Linked DNA regions of Lactuca sativa: region 2 is linked to region 1. The links are chromatin contacts, called in public Hi-C maps. All regions are on one chromosome and are shown on one strand. Each heading gives the region's core, a stretch centred on a gene start, on an enhancer-like site or on the middle of the called end of the contact. The rest is flanking DNA. Distances are from core to core; before and after follow the strand shown.

The links. Hi-C and Micro-C count contacts between places; a contact is called where the count stands out from the background.
Region 2: a contact with region 1 is called in a Hi-C map of bud, with 9 times the contacts expected there. The contact joins the promoter of LOC111903529 here to the promoter of LOC111903530 in region 1. A contact is called at or near these places in 4 of 4 Hi-C or Micro-C datasets (bud, leaf and seed).

The regions. Positions count from the first base shown.
Region 1 is chr5:354,828,762-354,832,387 of Lsat_Salinas_v11, reverse strand. It overlaps LOC111903530, which reads left to right and starts at 2,009. Exons shown (of 2, transcript XR_008223814.1): 1 at 2,009-2,282.
Region 2 is chr5:354,989,713-354,993,356 of Lsat_Salinas_v11, reverse strand. It overlaps LOC111903529 (ethylene-responsive transcription factor-like protein At4g13040), which reads right to left and starts at 2,039. Exons shown (of 7, transcript XM_023899304.3): 1 at 1,775-2,039; 2 at 927-972; 3 at 380-504; 4 at 203-290; 5 at 1-3. The coding sequence starts at 966.

The DNA of each region.
Region 1 (3,626 bases), core at 760-3,259:
AGCCCCTTTTGTTGATAGCTCCTTTTGTTGATAGCAAGGTTGTACAAATCGTTTGACGGTAGCTCGTCGGTCAACTGGTGTTAAGGAATTAATTGGTCTTGGTGGAGATTAATCGAGGATTAATCGGGGACCATAAATTATTAATAAAATATTAAAATTAATTAAATATTAATATATCTTAAGAAAAACAAGTACTTCAAAATTAGAAAATAAGAAAAGTTGTAATTTGGAAATTTGGAAATACGAAAATATGAACATTTTGGTATAATACTTGAAATTTAGAAAATTTGAAAATTTTGGAGTAAAAAAAGAAAGTTGGTTTTTTGAACTTTTTAAAAAAAATTATAAAATTTTTTGACCTTTCTTTTTTTTGACTTTTTTTCGATTTTTTTTTGACTTTTTTCGACTTTTTTGACTTTTGTTGACCGATTAATCCCGCCAAGACCGATTAATCCCGCCAAACCCGATTAATCCTAAATTTCTGATTACTACCCTAATCCTCGACGGTTGGAGAACGTCAAACGATTAATCCCGATTTCTGCAACCATGGTTGATAGCCATATAAAGTATAGGCTTTGGGCCCCTTGATTATGTTTTGTACAAAATTTTGGTTAATATTACATGTTCTATGGTAAACATGGTTAATGAATCTTTAACTTGATTAACTTGTGTATGTTTATGTTGTGTTTGATTTGATTCTATTGTGTATGTTAATTGATTACAACCATGTTTGATTCCTGCCATAATTGATTTCGATCATGCATGATTCCAACCATACTTGATTCCGGTCATGCATGATTCCAATCATTATTGATTCCATTGTTTATTAAACATGTTTGATTATATTCTATATTCATTCCATTGTTTATTGATTCAATTAATTAATGATTCCATTCATTGTTTCATTCCATTCTATTCACTCATGATTACATTCGAAGCACTTATGACTCATACATAAACATAAACTTGTTAATTCATTTCACTTGAGAAAAGGAAACACCATGATTTCCATACATCTTCTGTCTATCCTAAAAGACACCAAAACACAATCAAAACACATAAAAGACACCAACACACTATTTTCCATCCATCTTCTGTCTATCCTACAAATCCTTCAACATCACCAACACAAAAACAAAAGAAACCATGAACACATAAAAAAAAGATTTCCATTTTCCACCTTGTTCTCCATTCTGTACTTTAATGGCCACTCCTTCCACGGGTTGATTTGCCACTGGTTGTTCCACAACGTCCTCAAAAAATTTCCCTTCAACTTGTTGTTGTCCATAGTCCCTGAAAATTGCATTGTTCTCCAAATTAACATTGTTGTGAAATTCTAGTAAGAGATTTGCATACCAGTGATTTGGTAGAGGAGGATCCACCCATTGGAAGAACTTGCAGTCTTTAAGTGCATCCTGGTAATTTGGGCAACCTATAAACCTTCTTCCTGGGTTAAAGGGAGTCCACGAAGTCCATTTTCCAACGGGATCACCGCAATATCACCTGCTTCTCAGTCGATTCATCACTCTTCGATTTGAACTTCTGCTTCTTACAGAAGATGAAGACGACATTGGAGGCTCCTCCTCCTGCTTCGATTTTCGCCTGGTCCGATTTTAGGGCACGAAAGGAACGAATGATGTATATATTTAAGTTTCGTTAAGTCCACCTAAACATGCCCAGTCCATGTAGACTTCTTTAACCGGGAAAATGAGGGTCACCGGATAATAAAGACTAAATTGTCCGGTTTATCCGGTTTATTGAGTTTTTTCATTCAAAAAAAAAAATTAGGACTTTTTTAAAACTTTTGCCAAAATATAGGGATTTTACTGTAATTATCCTAAAAAATTAAGATAATAAAATTGGATCCCTAATAAAGTACAACAATTTCTTATCTTTTGACGTGTGAAAGAAAAATAAAGAAAAACTGATAACAAAATGAAAAATAAAATGTGACCATACTGAGTCAGTACACAGAGGAGATATGGATATGGATATTTTCAATTTTATATTAATAAACTCGATCCTAAACGATGGGGCGGCTGACACAAAATTCGAACCGACCCGGATTTTTGTTTTCTATTAAGGGATCTCTTCTATTAATCGTTACAGTGAGTTTCTTTACGCTGCAAATTTTAGGGTTTTAAACCTAAGAAACTGAAAATAATTAGATAGCTTCTTGAAATTTTCCGATATTCATTGGCCGGGACGACAATGATTTACGACGTCAACTCGCCGCTGTTCCGATCCTTTCCGAGCCAGAAGGGAGGTTCGTCCGATAAAAGGTAACTTTTTACCCATTTCAACATTCGAACTTGATATTTGTGTCTCTCGTTTATGGTTTCTATTTCATAGTACATTGGTTGGTTTTCTATTTGAGGGTTCGGGAGTGTGTGATAGTTAATGATTTCATCGTTTTTTGGTGGGGATTCTGTTTTTCTTCTTCTTCTTTTTATTGATACTCAATTTGATAGATAAAGAGTCACACCCGCACTATGATGTTAAATGGATCTAAACATGTTTGTCTTTTTATTTGAAAATTGCTAAGCTTCTAAGAGAAAAAAAGCTTTCAAAAAGATTTAACTTTAGAACAAGTGCTGCAATTAGAGTAATCTTGTTAAATTGGAAAGAAATCCATATCAATTCTGCATTGGGAAGGTTCTACATTTGAACTAAAAATCTAACTGTAGTTCTCTTTTTCAAAAGATAAAGGGTTAGGAGGAAGTTTGGTTTTTATGTCATTCCACACTTAACCTTATATCTTAGCTTCTGTATTAGAGCAGTTCATTTAAGGCACTCACATATGCTATGTAGATGCTAGAAAGAAGATAGACACAAGAAGTTTTCAATTAATTTCAGGCTTTTTTGACTAAATTTGACAGAGTCCAATTAATCCTAAAAGAAAACATGTAATTAATTGTAAGAAAGTCGTGAACTTTAAATAAAAAATAGAGAAATTAAATATCCTCCTACTTTTTTTCCTATAAATCCTACTACCCATTCAATTAAATGATCAATTAAATGATGACATGTGTGATTTTAGTATATTAAAATAATATTAAATGCACATTAAATGTAACACATGTTATTTTTAAGATTTGTAGGAACAAAGAGTAGAGGATATTTAATTTCTCTAAAAAATAATAAGTTTTTAATAAATTGGAAAACAGTAATCACTTCTAGTTTCATGTTTGAATTCTAAAAATCGTATCATGTTAAAATTTATTAGTTTTGCGTTTACACACCGACACTGTTTTGAATGTTTCCACACTAAAATTCAATGAATTAAAAAAATAAAATAAGTCCTAAAAATCTAAAATGTTCAAACAATAATAAAAATATTCAAATTAAAATCAAACCCTACTCCCGCATGACCACGTGCTAATTAGCTGGACACATGTTGATCGTTGCTTAAACGGTACGAATTTGATGTGAAAATCGGCCTTGAATGGAATAACAAAATGATTTTATATGAAAGAATGAGATAATAGAAGAGAAGTTTAGAAGCTTTTTGAGGGTTGAATGACATAATTTTCATCCATCTATATATCTATTTATAGGGAAAAAGAGAGACGAAAAGAGCTGGAATTGGATTATGATTAAAAAAAATTGAAAAGAAATTTGTTTAA
Region 2 (3,644 bases), core at 790-3,289, 160 kb before region 1:
ACACTGAATAACAATTTAAAATTGGTCAAAACTAAAGTCAACCAACAATGTAAGGTGTTGTTTCTTTTACTTTTTTCGTTCCATTTCCCCATAGTTAAAATATACTCACAATCCTTTTTCTTTAAAGCTTAAAAGTGCACAATATTCACACATATGTTGCTCAATCAAAACCATTAACTTCAAAAATTAAGAATACACAAACCTGGAAGCTGAAATGGCTGCTGCTTATTAGATGAGCTCGATTCATTAACATTTAAGGATTCAGGTTCTTCACACTTTGTTTTCTCCTGCTAAAACATCAATCAAGTTATCAAGTATAAGATAACAAAGATACAACTTTATGCCATTTATGAAAACAAAGTTATATTTTATCATGTACCTCTGTAGATCGGTCAACCAAAGGTGTTGGATGCATGCTGACCTGTCTGCCATGTTGGACCCAACCACCACCAGGAGAATGTCCGTTTTCAAATGATGATATCAAATCTAGAGAAGGACTTCTCCCTGACATTCACCAAAGCAAATTATCAACAAATGCATGATTCAAAATTCTTTATGCATTCAAGATTCACAAATGAATCAATTAAGTAAGTGGTTTGTATATAGCTGAATGGGTTAAGACGTATGTTTATGCAACAAAGTTTCACCTTTTTCTCAATTTATGCAACAAAGTGTTTTTTTTTTTTTTTTTTTTTTTTTTTTTTTTTTTTTTTATGAAACAATGTTTCGCTTTTTGTAACAATTTATGCAACCGACACAAATTTTGGAGGTTATAGTTAAAATGTTCCACATTTTGGTCCTATAGTGAAATGTCTAAAAGGGTGAAACATTGTTGCATAAATAAGGATTTTCACCCTGTCTAAAATAACAAGTAAGCCTCACGATATCTACATTATAACAAAAAGTTGGTTAATTTGAAGAAGTACCATAAAGCTTGATCAATCTTTGTCGACGAATGCTCACCATAGCTTCCTATCACAATCTTAAACAAATCAAAGAAAGAAGTCCAAGTTATAAACAAAGAAAAAAAAAGTTAAATATGACAAAAACAAGAGCCACATTAGCACATAAAGTTTGAGGATCTTAACTACAAAAGCAGGACAACAAAGGGGTTTGAGGATCTTAACTATGAAAGCACTGAAGCATTTGATCGAACACCAAAAGGTCGATTTCAAATGTACAGGAAAGGACATGGGAGAAATATCGAGTCAGCCCCACTTCATGGGTGATGAATCACCGAAATAATTACAAGAACATGGGACAAAAGGTGACAAAACCTCGTAATCTTGCTCATAATTCGAACCCCAGATGGGGAAAATGTTTGAATTTCCAAAGTTGAACAGACCAACTTAAATCAAGAAAACCCAAAAACGTGGGAACCCCACAAGAAATTATAACCTCAAATAGAGCAAACATCCTGCCAAATAGAAAGAGAATCTCGATCGAGGGAAAAAAAATCAGGAAAAAAGCTTCATTTGTGTTCATAAAATAAGTCAACCCACCAACCTACCACCTTTTATGGACGAAGGCCCAACAAAAACGAAGTCTTAACCCCTACTTACCAATCAATCAAGAAAAAACCCACAAACCAAAACAGATTAATTAACTAAAAAACTTGAAGAAAAGAAACGATCATATCATCTACACAAATTAACGTTGATGAACGATTTGGAAGAAAGCCCCTAATTTTGGGTTTATAGGTAGAACAGAGTGGTGGGGGCGCAGCGAAGTACAGACATTGTAAACGAAGTTAGAGTCTTTGTGTTGTAGATACCTGCGACTGCGAAGGTGGTGAAAACAGCGCAAAAACCAAGAAAGGTCACGAAATCAACAGGGGTTTTGATCTGGATGATAGTGAAGAGGATTACAAAGGCAAGGTGGTGAGGTTGGAGAGAGAAAGTTGAGATATAGATATATCTATATATGTATATTATTATATAGAGAGAGAGAGAGAGAGAAAGAGTGAAGAGAGAGAGAAAGAGTTGGAGAGATAGAAAGAGGGGAATTGTAGTTGCTCATGCATCTACCACCTTTTGTTTTTATTTCACCTCTCATTATGTTTTGTTGTGTAGAAAGGGAGAGAGAGGTCAAGGGTGGTGGTTTGATTGTAATGTTTTTGTAGAGAGAGAAAGTGTGTTGAATGAGGGTAATTGTGTAATTTACTTAAACAAGTTTTGAGCTTTAAAGAAGGCTGTAAGTTGTAACACCCTTTGTGTTTGTGGGTCTTAGGTTTTCTTTGGTCAAATTTACCATATTATCCTTATGCTACTGCTCAACTTTTTGAATTTTCTTTGCCCATTTCTACACAATTCCCCTTGGGCTTAGAGTTATTTACAGAAAACCAACCAAAATGTGACTTTTTGTATCACATGTACATGTTTTGTAAACAAAATTTGTGTGGATGCCAATGGCATCATCTTTCTTATTCATATATATTTTTGTTTTCATGTGACGATGTCAATGGTGTAGGGTTTGAATAGCAGTTTATAATTTTTAATTTATTTAAGTTTACTTTTAAATTGCAATACGAACAAAATTTAATTTTCGCATGAGTAAAGAAAATCACAAGATTAAAATGATCATATTAGATTTTTCTATTGAAATCATTGTTGGAGCATTAATAATTAGGTCATGTTTAGCAAATACATAGATAAGCTAGTTTATTTATCAATTATTATAATTTAGTGTTTGATCAGATTATAAAATTGTTGATAAATTGACTTAAATACTAGTTTTTTATTAGATGATTGAGATAACTTATTGATATGCTAATTTTTCAGGTGATATGTTAAACATGATGTAATGTTTAATTTTGTTTGCAGTTAAGTAACATTTATCCAAACTTTAGATTTAAATATAAATGTAAATATATATTTTATAAATTAGTGTTTGATTTTGGTTTCAAGTTAATCATCATTATTATTAAAAAAGAAAATTAAGTTTGGAACAATGAGTAGTTTTTGTTTGTGTATATTATTATTATTATTATTATTATTATTATTATTATTATTATTATTTCAAGGGAAACTAAGTAATCTAATCACATTTTAATATGTATTTGAAGAAAATAACATTTTTTTTATAAAAAATAATCACTTGGTCCGGAATGGGCATTTCAAACCAAGAAAAAACATTTTTTTCTGACAAAAAAAATATATTTTAGACTGAATTCCGGACCAACATTCCATATTTCGAACTGAAATTTTGGATTTTGGAAAAAAAAAAGTTTGGAATTTCAAAAACAAGTCTGAAATTCTGATGAGTCAGTAATTCAGTCAAATAATGATTTCGTAAAGTAAATGAACACGAAGAGTATATAAATCTGTTTAAGCTCTTGATTGTCTGGATATAACAAAGGTATAGGTTACAATGTGAATACTAAAAAGCGTTATCTATAACCTCCACTACAATATTATATATAGCACCCTCAACAAACACAAAAAGTATAAAGAGACTTCGACATTCAAAGTGTTACAATAACCATTCTCTTTAAAATACATAGATATATCGAAGGTGTGTAACCTTCAATATAAACTACAAGACACTACATCGATATATAAACCATAAGAGTTCGACAACAAATATCTTCACAACAAAACTATCGTCTACATCCCCCCTTGCTTGTGAAGAGTATTCAAGTCTTT